Regions from separate parts of the Scleropages formosus genome. Here region 1 is linked to region 2. Evidence: chromatin contacts called from public Hi-C data. All regions are on one chromosome and are shown on one strand. Each heading gives the region's core, a stretch centred on a gene start, on an enhancer-like site or on the middle of the called end of the contact. The rest is flanking DNA. Distances are from core to core; before and after follow the strand shown.

Region 1 (6,475 bases), core at 592-3,091, 170 kb before region 2:
TGGATGGATAGATATACTTTACTGATCCCACAAGGGAAATTACGTTACAGCAGCAGAATACAAGTCTTAAAATACTTGCAATATAAAAAAAATAAATATATAAAACAAGTGGAAAAATACACGAGTTTTGCACCAACCTGAATAGGAGCTGTTTCTAGCGGGTTTGAAGACGAGATGGCGATCAAGTCTGCAGAGTACATAAACTGACTCGCGGACAACTGAAGATCTTTACAGACGGACAGCTGTTAAAGAGCGGGAAAAATATACAAACTAAGGCAAACATCCACAAATAAACAATGATTTTTTTTCCCCCCCCCTTAATAAAAACCAGCTTTGATTAAAATAATGAAAAACAGAAGATGATCATCATCATCATCTAGTGTGACACTACAAATAGTTTAAAACTGCCCTACTAATGCATTTGTATCTAGTGACTATTTTTGTATACTGGGTACTTTATATTTTTAAATATTTTTTATCCCTCATTCACATATTCTATCTTCTCATCTGTGTCTTGTCACTGTCATTCTGTCTGTGCTGTGGTAGTTCCTGTCACCAAGACAAATTCCTTGTATGTGCGAACATACTTGGCAATAAAGCTCATTCTGATTCTGATTCTAATAATCAATCAGTTTTATACCTAAGCAAAACAGCAAGAGTAAGAGAGGCATACAAAACCAGTAAGAAAATTCAAGAGCACCTTGGCCACCGCAGTCTGACTGATCTTCCAGATGATTAGTCTCTCGCCACACACCATCCAAGCCCAGCCACTTTCCTCTACCTTGACTGAAATCTGGTCACTGGTCACTGGAAAAGACAGTAATTTACTGCTCAACTACCGCATGCAGAAATATACAGTCCTTATTCGAAAAACAAGTTGGTCATATCTAGCAACGCCAAAGTCAGACCAACATGATAAAACTTTTTTTGGCCAACGAATGTCACCTGATATACAGGCAAGTGTTGGAGATTCTAACAGCAAGAGTAAAAAGATGTACTATTACTATGAGAAACTGAGGTGGTAGTGAACAGGAATAAGATTTTTTTTTTTTATTTTTTTTTTTATTTTCACACTTTTAATTTAGTCATGTCAATCAGCCCACAATTATATTTAAAAAAAAAAAAAAAAAAAAAAAAAAAAACTGTAAAACAAAGACAAAAGTGCTTGTTTCCCCCATTTACAGCAGAGCTGAAGCACGACGTCTTACAGAAGTTAGGGAACAGAGATGTGTGCACTGACTCTGCTCTTATATTTACCTACACTAAGTAACTAATCTAATTTTCCTGCTGTCTGTGCCACAGTGACACGGTGTGTGTCCTGTTATGCTGTGATGTCATGTGATGTCATGTGATGTGATCGAAGACGCGCGTACCGTCTGCCATTGTCAAAGCCTCCATGACCTTAACGGGCAAAGAGGAGCCAAAAGTCTGCACGTCAAAATTGACCGACTCCGCAGGCGTCTGGCTCTGCACTCTGGTCGGAGTTGCAGCTCTGCGGAAAACGAGGGGGCAAATTAAGCCACAGGTCACGTGCACACGGACGGACGATTGGTGGGAAGAACCACTAGTAATACCTGGCGGTTAACGAAGATCTCCGAGCGGGGGAGAGAAGCAGTGCTGCAGGCGTCGCTGTCACATTCATCTTTCTAGCAGCTACTGGCACCGCCGTTGGCCTACGAGCCGAAGCGGGAGTAGAACGAGCTGCAAACATGGTGTGTTCCTCTACGCACTATCGATATACTATACACGTCGAAGATAAACCTCTGATACTACGCGAAAGCGCCAGATCCTTTCCCAAAGTTTTCTCCACCCATGCGCCACAAAATATTCGCGCGCTTCCCCGGAGGACGCACATTTTACGCGTCACATCCAGCCGTGGCCATGTGACCGGAAACTGCCATGTTTGTCTTCCGGTGTCAATGTGGTGCAACTGCGCCCGATATAACTGGACTATGATGAGGTCCCGTGTCTTTAGTTAATATTTGCTGCAGTGTCGTTAACTGTTGTTTTATTTTTAATAGCCGTAAATGGTATGTCAGTGTCTGATGCGCCTCGTGTGTTGTGAAATGCACTCTGTTGTACGCTGCTTAGGAAAGTGCTACACTAAATGAAATGAAAACGTGATAATTCTGCTGCAACTTACTCGTTATAGAAATTGTTTCAGGAGAAATAAGCAAATTAAACACATGCAATATGTCCACTCGGTTTATTGTGTATTTTAATAACTAATTCCCAAGTTTATGCAGTGAGAGAAAGTGTTAGAGGAGTCAGAGCCCTGATTTGGGGCAATCAATGAAACAGTCAGTTTGTCAGCATTACCATAGCACGTGCCAAACACTGGCAATCCGTTCCACTCACCAAGGTAGAGGTAGAGACCCACAGAGAGGTGGCGACACACTCCCTACCCTTTCCCTCCCTCAGTGTGTTCACCACAGACTTCACCAGCAGCAGCTGAACAACTACAGTATCTTACTGGTTTAAACACAGGCCTGGCAGGAACTTTCATGCATTATTAGTCACAGCTTATTCACATCTGAAGTGGGATTTAACAGGTCCTGGAACAGCAGGGAGCGCAGTGGTCAGAGCTATAGCCTTTGGACTTGGAAGGGCCCGGGTTCCACTTCCAGCAGTATGCTTGATCACCGTTCTTACCCCGAATTGCTCCAGTAGCCTGTTTGTACCAAAATGTACCCAGCGTTATAAACGAGGGAATCATAGTAAGTTGCTCTGGAGAAAAGCATCTTCTGAAAGCAAGTGTGATGTTCTCCTCCTTTAAGTTTTAATTATTGAACTCAACACAAGCAGCTGTTGACAGACAAGACTTCAGTGTGTTCATCTTGCATTTGTTCTTCAGCAACAAATAACTTAAAACCACTTCTGGCAACTAAAACTTTCCAGATGTTTGAAAAAATAGACGTTTCACAGGTTTTCTGCACAAATACACAAAAGTTCCCTGGATTCTTATTTTTGTTTGAATATGGACAATGTCACATTTTGAACAAAGCTGACCATTCAGATGCTTTAACAGAAAAGTAAGATCAGGATTTTATTTCACAATTCAGGAAAAAAAACAGGCTTTCCAGTGAGACATTTGGTTTGACTGATTTACTATAGACATAATTACAAAATGAAACTAAAGGAGTAATCTCATCTTTTACATTTTATAAACCCCACAGATCTGTAAAGAGCTCCCATTCCCCAAGTATAGTGTTCAGTGAAATAACACCTCATATTCCAATCATTTGTGAACACAGTCTTGGAAATACTGTCTATTTGTAGATTCTTGAAACATTTCCCCTACTAGTCGTTACATATGGCGAATCTAAAATTTACTACATTTAGATGTCTTTAGGCCACACAACCTTTGCTTTAAAAATGACACTTTCCACACCAGGATAAAAAGAGAAGGAACACCTGTTTGGTCTCCCAACAGTGCTTATGCATCTTGGCAAATATTATACATCATGCCAACTAAATATACTTATACTGCTGTATGGATCAGTGTGTTCCAATTCAGCTTGGTGAACTTCAAAGTAAAGCAAATTGAATTCAAATCCCAAACTAGTTTCATAGCCAACACATATATACTACCATGAAAATAAATGGAACACAGTTGTATTTAGGAAAGCAATATAAACTTTTTTTTTTTTTTTTTTTTTTACACAAGATTATCAGCCCACATTTTTTCCTGAAAACTTGGTTTAAAGAAAGGTTAAAACAAGAAAAGAAACTCAGTTAATAAAGGTTGTAATTTGCAATTTAATAAGGCTTGGAGACTTTAAATCTTTGGTTAATAACTTTATCATAAAAATTCAATTACTTCAAAGTTCATTTTACAGTTTCACCCAATCTTGATTCACATTACAGCGTAGACATGATGTATTATTTGACAAAGAGCATAAAAACCCCTCAAAAACACTGGGCCCAAAAAATACTCAAGATTTGGACCTCTTTAAAAAGATCTCAATTTTTTTAATGTAGTCTGGTGTTTAACAAAAACACTCTGGTATAAACATTTCTATGGATGACAAATCTAGTTTTGTTCAAACATGAAGGTCTTGACCCATTTTAAGGCTTCTCTTTCTCATATTTAAATTCTTTTTTCAGAACAGCCTCCCCACAATATTTGCGAAACGGAAGTGGTTCATTGGTTTTTGACAGCAGGGATTCAAGATCTTCAGCACACTCCCTCTCCCCCTCAAATCAAATACTAGTGTTCTTGTTTCTCCTGAGCTGTACCTGTCACTAGCAGCAAGTTGCATGCCATGAACTGCACACTCAGTACATTGCTAGTATTTCCAGTATAAATACCTACCAGCTCATTAGAGGTACCATCTGCAGTGGTGCTGGTGTGGGAGGTGCGCAGGTCCCAGACACGAACTGAGTTGTCCATGGAAGCAGAAGCAACCAAACTACTATCTGGACTGAAGGACAGGCTAGTGATTGTGTCCGTGTGGCCACGCAAGTCCTTGAACAGTGTCCCTGCAGCCAGGTCCCACAACTTGAGACGCTGGTCCTCACCAGCTGAAGCTAGGTACTTACCATTGGGGGAGAAGGCTAAAGAGAGAACAGGGCCCCGGTGGCCTGTGAAGAGGCGCACAGTACTACCCTGCTGAGTGCTCCACAGACGCACAGTTTTGTCAGTTGAGCCAGTGGCCACATAATTAGAGTTCGGGTGGAACTTGACACAGTCTACATCAGCTAAATGGCCAGCGTACAGCCTTAAAGGGTATGTGCGACTGAAGGTCCAAAGTCGGGCTGTCCTGTCATGAGAGCTGCTGGCAAAGTACAGACTGCAAGGGCTAATGTCCACATCCCAGACTGGGTAAGCATGACCCTGATAGAGAACAGTATTGGTGAAGCTGTTCAGGTTCCAGTAGCGGATGGTGGTGTCCTCAGAGCAGGACAGTAGGCCTGAGCTATTGGTCAGGAAGGCAGTACAATACACCGGCCCACAGTGGCCCCGAAGAATCTTCATCTCACTGCCAGCACTGTCCTCATCATCAGCCTGTAAAGTGAACCATTAACATCACATATTAGTGACCAGTTTCTTTCAAATCATCACAAGTTCAAATACAGTCACACCCCAAAATATACAGTAGCTATTTCAGTTTGGACAAATTAACATTAGGAGTCTCATTTAATGCCTCTGCTTTGAATTATGAGGCATTTCTTTATGGTTATGGGGAGCAAACTTCAGCACAAAACATTCACATTTCTTCATGTAGCAAATCATTTTCACCAAAGTAATTTACAGTGATTACCACATATTATTTAGCTGAGACATTCATCCAAGTTGAGTTACAGTGCTACATACACTGTACTAAAATACTTTCAATTATTCACCCATCTGTACACCAGAGCAATGTAACACACAAATGCAGACAGAGAAGGGGCAATTTAGAACCACCAGTTTGCCCAAAACAAGGCCTTTGAGTATAAAAGTAAATCTAGGCAAACACAGAGAATATGCAAGTTCCACAAAGACTGAGTAGGGACCAAAGTCATGGGGAATTGTACAGCCCAGGTGCAGCTTTTTCAGTGAGTGTGAATTCATTTGCATTGCTTTCATTGATTTCTTTTGTCTTTACTGTTCTTTTTTGCACTAAAGATTGAATTAATACATAAACACTGAGTGACACAAGTATGTATGTTTTGTTTCTGACAGTTTAAGTATATGGTATGTAATAGCTACAAAAGAGCTGAATGAGCACAGGGAGACAATGAAACTGCCTTAATTAATGAAACTACTTTGTTATGTTATAATAACTGATGTTAACCACTGAAGTAACAATCCATGTTATTGGGGAAACCCTTTATGAAGGAGATTTTGGGAAAGCATTACCTTCATAAGGTGGGGGAAAACTATTCCACCATCAGTGAACAATTAAATGTTTATCATAATATATATTTGTTGGAGTGCTGACTAAAGATCAAGATGAAACTGTAAGATCCCTATATACAGTGGAAATTCTCACCTCCTCATCCAGAATATCACAGGCAAGGTGAATAGATGATACATCCACGGTGTGAGGCTCAGCCTTTAACTTGCGTGCCCGTAAGCTCCACAATTTGACACTTGAATTGTCAAACCCAGCAGCCAGCAACTTGCTGTCGGCAGATATCTCAGCAGTGTTAAGGAGCTGGTCGGTATGATGGAAGGCGTAGAAGCAGACAGTGGTGAGGGATGGTGGCCCATCTTTAACCCGCCTGATACAGTCCTGAAGTGACTCCATGGCTGCTTCATTCTGAAAGATGCTGGAGGTTATATCGCCTGGATCCAACCCCTCCCCAGCATCCACCCCTCGTGAGGAAGATCCCCCACAAGCACCCCCTCCATACAGTTGGTAGTCCATGCGCTGGACTGCAGTTACCTCTACCTGCACATGAGCACTTAGAACCCGACAGAGGGCAGAGTTGTCAGCACTCTGGAGGTAGCGTAAGAGGTAGCTGTATGCTGGATCAGTCAGGTGCA
Region 2 (6,446 bases), core at 1,607-4,106:
GCCCCTCTACAGAACATTGCTTTTCCCTTAGACCAGAGAGAAACACCAGACAGAAATATGCATATCAAAAACACTAATCTAGAAGTATGCTGACCAAGAAGGAGCTACAGCATTTTCCCATTTGGGTTCAAGTGCACCTTTCACACTTAATGACAGCAACTTCAGGGAACTGACAGCCTCACCTTAAAGTAGTCTCCGAAGGACCAGTTTCCCAACATCTCGAAGAAGGTATGATGGTAGACATCGCGGCCCACGTCGTCCAGGTCGTTGTGTTTGCCTCCAGCACGAACACACTTCTGGCTGTTAACTACTCGCCGATACCGCGCCATCTCACTGCGAGGGTCCACTGTGCCCAAAAAGATGGGCTTGAACTGGCGGAGAGGCCACAGGCTCATATCAGACATTCTAACGGATGAAGAGCAACTGACACTCCAGTCCGTGTAAAGAGGACATTTAAAAATAAAAATTTTTTTTAAAAAAAAAAAAAAAAAGAAAAAAAAATCAAAGACACCGGTAAATCACTCACTCACACACTTTACAACTGTTGGTCCTTGTCAAGGACATGGTGCTCCAGCACCTCTCACAGAACTCCCAGCCCAAAAGGTGTACACCCTGTACCTGTCCTCAGCCCATCAGTACAAACACCAATTATCTGACCCTTTTCTCTAAAGCGACTTACAACGTTAAGCTACTTACAATTTTGTTCCCACTTAGCTCTGTCATTTTTTGCTGCAGCAGTTTTAGGGTAAGTATTTTGCAGCTGAGGGGGGATTCGAACCCGCGACCTTGGTCCGGCTCTACCAGTACACCAGGTGGCCCAGTACTTTAAAGTTTAGTACTAAATTGATATACAGTAAAAATACTGCATACCCAGCTGTATAAACTAAAGTAGTAAAGGGCCAAACTGTATCTTGACTACTTTGTTTGTAAACAGGCCAGGGGGTGAGAGTGTACAAACAGTACTTTACTCCATACATTACTCTCTACAAAGGAAACTATGTGCGACGACAATGTGGTCTCTCTCAGACCTGGAACATTCGAGAGCTCTGTTCCAGCACACCTGCGAGCCCTGGTTCGGCTCACCTGGTTCATGCCCGCGTTAACGAACAGCAGGCTCGGGTCTCCCCGCGGCCGCACCGGCGCCGAGGGCACCACCCTGTGCCCGTGTCTCTCCTTGAAGAACTCTATAAACATGCGACGCGCTGCGCTGGACGTCAGCGTGGAGCCCTCGCGCCAACGGCATGCCCTGAGCTCGCGAACGCCGCTTGCGAAAAACAAACGCTTCGCTTTCACGCGCACGTTGCTCCACAAGCCGAAATGAAACACGGTAGCGGCCATGCTTGCTTGGAGCATGCGCAGAAACCGTGGGCTCGAGCTCCGTTGTGTCCAATGAGCGGCCGTATTCCAATTAGTCGCTGGCCACCAATCGTAGCCCCGTACTGAGCCACTGTGGCTCCGTGAAGTGCGGGAAGCTGCGGAAAATCCTCGTATCTGTGGTGTCGAAAAAAGACTGAGAATAAAAATGTTACCAAATTAATCTTATTATCTTGCCTGCAAAATTTTGTATTCATAAGAGTAGATTTAGCAGGAAATTCTAGCTTGTATTGCACAACGTCGTCAAGTAGTATATTAGTGCTGTTTCCCACCAGTAATTGTAAACGACTTATTTCAAGAAGCCTTCTGTGTAATAATAATTCCCTTGGTATTCGTATTTCTCTTTCCTCTATGTTGTATTGTTCAAAAATAATCTAAGAAGTCTGTAAGAATAAAATTAACTGAACATGCATAAGGTAACCTTTATTCATAATGGCTATTAACAACAGTTAATAATTTAATTACCCAAAACTATTAAAAATCTATAAACAAACCAACCATAAATTTTCGAAACAACCGAAAAGTAATACAAAAATTCCATACAAGACAAAATACTGAAAAATAAAATAGATTCAAATAAATAAATACATAAATAAATAAAAAGTCAGACTTTGTTAAGATACCCTACTGGATATGGACACTGACTGAAACGTCCAGACTCCGTTCTGAACTTAAAGTCTGCCTTTATTTTCCAATAAAAGTCCCATGCTCCCAGGACTGTCCTTCTACAGGTGAGGATGGTTCTGGCATTCCAAAGCACTTGCTTGGTAATACTACCCAGCAGCTGTCTAGATGCACTTGTTGGTAAGTATCTAGGGGACCACCTTTCAATACTTTGTCATATGAAAACATTGTTTTCTCATCCAGCTGCTGGCACAATGAAGTGACTGGTGACCAGATTGCCCACATAATGCCCACAATCCCAAAAATATGCCTGACAGTTTCACTCCCTGTGCGTTCAGGACAAGGACAGTAAGAGTGAACCTGTGTCTCTGCAGGATTTTCACTGCTGTTTTTCATGGAGTCACTGCTACTTGAAATCCCCCAGATGGCTGTCAAGGCCTTTTGGCTGAATTCATCTCCGAGCCTCTCCCTTGAGGCCCAATGTTGCCCGAGCGTGGTGGTGCAGCAGGTTTGGTTGGTGCCTGCTGTGTGGTGGGTCTGGGGTTTGAGTCCTGCTTGCTACCTTGCAATGGACTGGTATCCTGTCTAGGGTGTACCCCTTCAACCTTGTGCCCAATGTTGCTGGGAAGGCCCTGGGTCACCACAACCCTGCTCGGGACAAGCAGTTGTTGACGATGGATGGACAACAATAAGTGTGGCTCCCTAATATGCCCCTCCCATTACGGTACAATACTGCAGTTCTTCATGTACGTCAGTAATAGACACACTGACACGTTGTTAAGACAAACAGACGTATCGATCGTCTTGACATTCGACTGGTTTTAACTGGGCGTGACGTCATCTTCGTGCGACCGTTATCCTATAGCGGAGCACATTGTTGCAATCGTCTGCGATCTCAGTCGGAACTGCCCCCTGGTTCTTGTCCGAAAAGGATGTTACAGCAAGGTAGGTTTACCTGCAGCATGGGAGGCAGCACTGCTTGCTTCCCTCCTTTTTTATTCTGGGAACTGCAGCAGAAGCGCGCGTCGAGCACAGAGAGACAGCGACGACGAGTCGAGTGCAGTTCGGCTGCGCTGGTCTCGAGTCGAGAGCTAGTGCCTAGTCAGGACCAGTCAGTGTTAAAAATGGCTTATTTCTTCTATTGTTTCCGTCGGCTTACTGCACGGGCGGAGCCGTAATATATATGTAGTGGTGCTTTTCGGGGCTGCGGGTGGGGTAGTGCCGTGCCGTGCAAACCCAGCGTCGACGTGTCTTCTGCTTTCCCTCCATCCCCTCAGAGCGCGTGCACAGGGCGGGAGAGCGATCCGGCGGCGCGGGGTGCGAGCAAAGGTGCTGTGGGCCACGGCCTTAATAAAACACACACACACACACACACACACACACACACACACACAGACTGAGTGACTGGCACATAACCAGCTGACAGACAGACGCAAGAGCTGCAGAAGAGCTCCAGGAGGTGCAGCTGTTTGTCTCAGGTAAGGGAAACCTGTCACTCTCTAAGCACTCAGAATTCTGCTGTCTCTCCTCCTCTGTCACCTTTCACTAGTGATCGGCTTTTAACAGAGAAATTTAATAGGTTCTGGTTAAAAAAAAAAAAAAAAAAAAAAAACTAAAAAGATTGATGGAGAAGTGGCTTGTGGTTTGAAAAAAAAATTAAAGAAATTCTTCCTGGTTCAGAAAAAATATAAGAATGCTTTGTAGAGAAATGGCTGTTGACTGAGTCACATGTATGTATGTACTGAAAGGAGGGTGTTGTGTTGAGTAGCTGCTCAGTATGTGAATTTGTCATTGACCTGTCAAGTTCAGCACCCTGGTCACAACAGAGGGCTCTGAAGGGACATGGACAGCAGCGGGGACCTGAGGAGCCTGTCAAGTCAGCGAGACGACGAGGCCACGTGCACCTCGGCGTCAGAGGGCCTGGAGGAAGGGGAAGTGGAGGGTGAGACGCTTCTAATTGTGGAGTCGGAGGACCAGGCGTCAGTAGACCTGTCGCACGACCAGAGTGGAGACTCCCTGAACAGCGACATCGGCGATGATGCAGATACCAGCTGGAACGAGGACATCTCCTTCTACTGCGAGAAATGTCACAAATGGATCCCCAGTTGTAAGGCGCCTGTCTGTCGCAACTAACAGACCTTACATGTTTTACCTTTTTGTACAGATGTGTGTTCAACTTCATCGAGTAGTGTGGGAAAAGTATTTATATCACCAAAAAAATGCGCCTTGGATTTTACACTTTTGTTTGACTGCAGTAGTCGCCGCTACTGAATAATGTGCTTACATGGCTGGTCGAAATGACGATAGAAGAAATCTTGGCGCATAATACTTTTAGTATTATGAGAGTAGTCCTGTGAGCAGTCTTGTTTGCTCCTAATTTATAGCCCAGCTGCGAGGAGAGCAGCCCAGCTACCTGAAAGGAGATAACTTCTTCAAATTTACCTGCTATGACTGTTCTGAGGATGGCAAGGAGACTTTTGAGAGGATGAGGCTCACCTGGCAGCAGGTACAGTGCAGCAGCAAGTGTCAAGTCACACTTAATGGACTAAGGTGCTGGCCAGCCTTCCTTAAGCAATTGGCAACACTTCAAGCTCTTGAAATTAAACTTTGCAAGGCCTTTAGGTCTTACATCACAACACTGAAGTACAGTGGAAAGACCAAAAGATGAGGTGAAGCGTTTTGGACACCAGTGTGAAGGCTTTGTGCTGTGGTTCATGTGAAGGTCCAGAAGGAAAGTAGTACCAGTGTTGCAGAAGAAAACCGTTTTTTTTTTTTTTTTTAAATTGGTTTCCCCATTGTTTTAAAAGCTCAAACTCATTACTAATACTGCTGATTGTTCCAGAAAGTCCCAAAAGTGATACACTTTTTAGTGATATGTTATATTTTTACATTTTATTGTAAATTATAATTTGCAAATGTTCTCGCAGACTGCATTATGTGAAGTGGTGGGCCATGTGATGGATACCCCTGACCTAGAGCATATTCAACATGAAAACTGCAGTAGAACATTATAAATGTACACAGCAAATGTAATGACAAATTAACTTTACAGGTGGTGATGCTGGCCATGTACAACCTCTCCCTGGAAGGTACGGGACGTCAGGGATACTTCCGGTGGAAGGAGGACATTTGCGCTTTCATTGGAAGACACTGGAGCTTCTTGTTGGGTTCTAGGTGAGAGAGAAAGGCTTTACTTATCATAGAGCAGTCCTTTTTTTGGGTCCTTCCTTGAAAATGCAGTGCTAATGTCAGGTGACATCTTGTGGATTCATTAAAAATTTTTCATTAAATACAAGTTTAATAACAGTTTTTGCAAGGTGTAACATATTTTTCCACTTTATGATGATTGTATAGTAATGGATTTTGTGGCCACAGTGTGTGGATGATTTGGCTTTCCCCTTGAGCCTCAGACTTCCAAATGAAAAAAAAAGGGCCAGACTTAACATAATTTAGTTTTTTTTTTTTTTTTTTTAAACCATCCTGAGGAAAGTCAGCACTCGCAGCGCACTGTAAGGGTTAGGGTTCAGAACCACTGATTTAGAAGTGGCGTATTTCAGTGGGTCTGACTGTTAAGCGGATTTCAACTCTGTCCTCTGTCAGAAAGAAGACATCCACGTGGTGGAGCACGGTGGCAGGCTGTCTGTCAGTCGGGAGCCCCACGTTTTTTCGCTCAGGAGCGCAGGAATTTGGTGAGCCTGGCTGGTGGAAGCTGGTGCAGAATCGTCCCCCTACTCTGCGTCCAGAGGGAGAAAAAACCTCTGCGGTATCTATGAAAGCCAAAGGTACAAAAATTTGCCTCTTACAGTATTTGTAATAAAGATGTTTTGGAAAAACACCGGACGTGTTAGGAGTAGACTGGAGCATGTTGTCCATTGACCCGAGAACTGAAACTGACACCACTGGTACTTCTAAGAAATCATAGCAGTGTTTTTCCATAGTAGTTGCTCTTTTTCTTGGTTGATAACACAGTTGCCTCTGAACTTCAGAGCTGTGCGTGTGAATCCTGCTCATGCTGCCTGTGGTTCCATGTTCTCCCTGGGTTTTGTGGATACTCCGCTATCCTGCCACTGTGGATCCATAGTGTAATAGACTAGACCTTGATGCTCACACATTGTGCTCGCTCGATTACTGAGACAATAGTGAGATAAGTGACTGTTAATAATGTGGAGAAGTATGAAATGCTTTTCGTTTACTTAGGCACAACCAAGCCTCCGATGGACCCCATCATCACGGTGGAGGGCTTGCGGAAGCGGGCTGGTCGGAACCCAGTGGAAAGTGCTATGCAACTGAAGGAGAAGCGCTCACGCACACAGGAGGCCAAGGAGATCCGTCGTGCACAGAAGGAGGCGGCAGGCTTTGTGGACCGCAGTGCCTCTTCCACCCCGGTCAAGTTCATGAGCCGTACCCGGCGTCCTGATCTCGTGCTCGAGAGAGGTGAGGTGATCGAC

The links. Hi-C and Micro-C count contacts between places; a contact is called where the count stands out from the background.
Region 1: a Hi-C map of muscle shows a contact between it and region 2, with 4 times the contacts expected there. The contact joins the promoter of nup133 here to the promoter of kat14 in region 2. A contact is called at or near these places in 2 of 2 Hi-C or Micro-C datasets (both in muscle).

Annotation. Positions count from the first base shown.
Region 1 is chr16:17,323,095-17,329,569 of fSclFor1.1, reverse strand. It overlaps nup133 (nucleoporin 133), which reads right to left and starts at 1,841. Exons shown (of 26, transcript XM_029258792.1): 1 at 1,575-1,841; 2 at 1,374-1,492; 3 at 701-807; 4 at 138-242. The coding sequence starts at 1,711. taf5l (TAF5-like RNA polymerase II, p300/CBP-associated factor (PCAF)-associated factor) reads right to left here. Exons shown (of 5, transcript XM_018750833.2): 4 at 5,979-6,475; 5 at 3,773-5,008. The coding sequence ends at 4,211.
Region 2 is chr16:17,152,511-17,158,956 of fSclFor1.1, reverse strand. It overlaps kat14 (lysine acetyltransferase 14), which reads left to right and starts at 2,856. Exons shown (of 12, transcript XM_018750751.2): 1 at 2,856-2,943; 2 at 3,276-3,476; 3 at 3,803-4,105; 4 at 4,383-4,504; 5 at 5,051-5,172; 6 at 5,599-5,780; 7 at 6,196-6,446. The coding sequence starts at 3,841. It overlaps aars2 (alanyl-tRNA synthetase 2, mitochondrial (putative)), which reads right to left and starts at 1,338. Exons shown (of 22, transcript XM_018750707.2): 1 at 1,084-1,338; 2 at 183-371. The coding sequence starts at 1,338.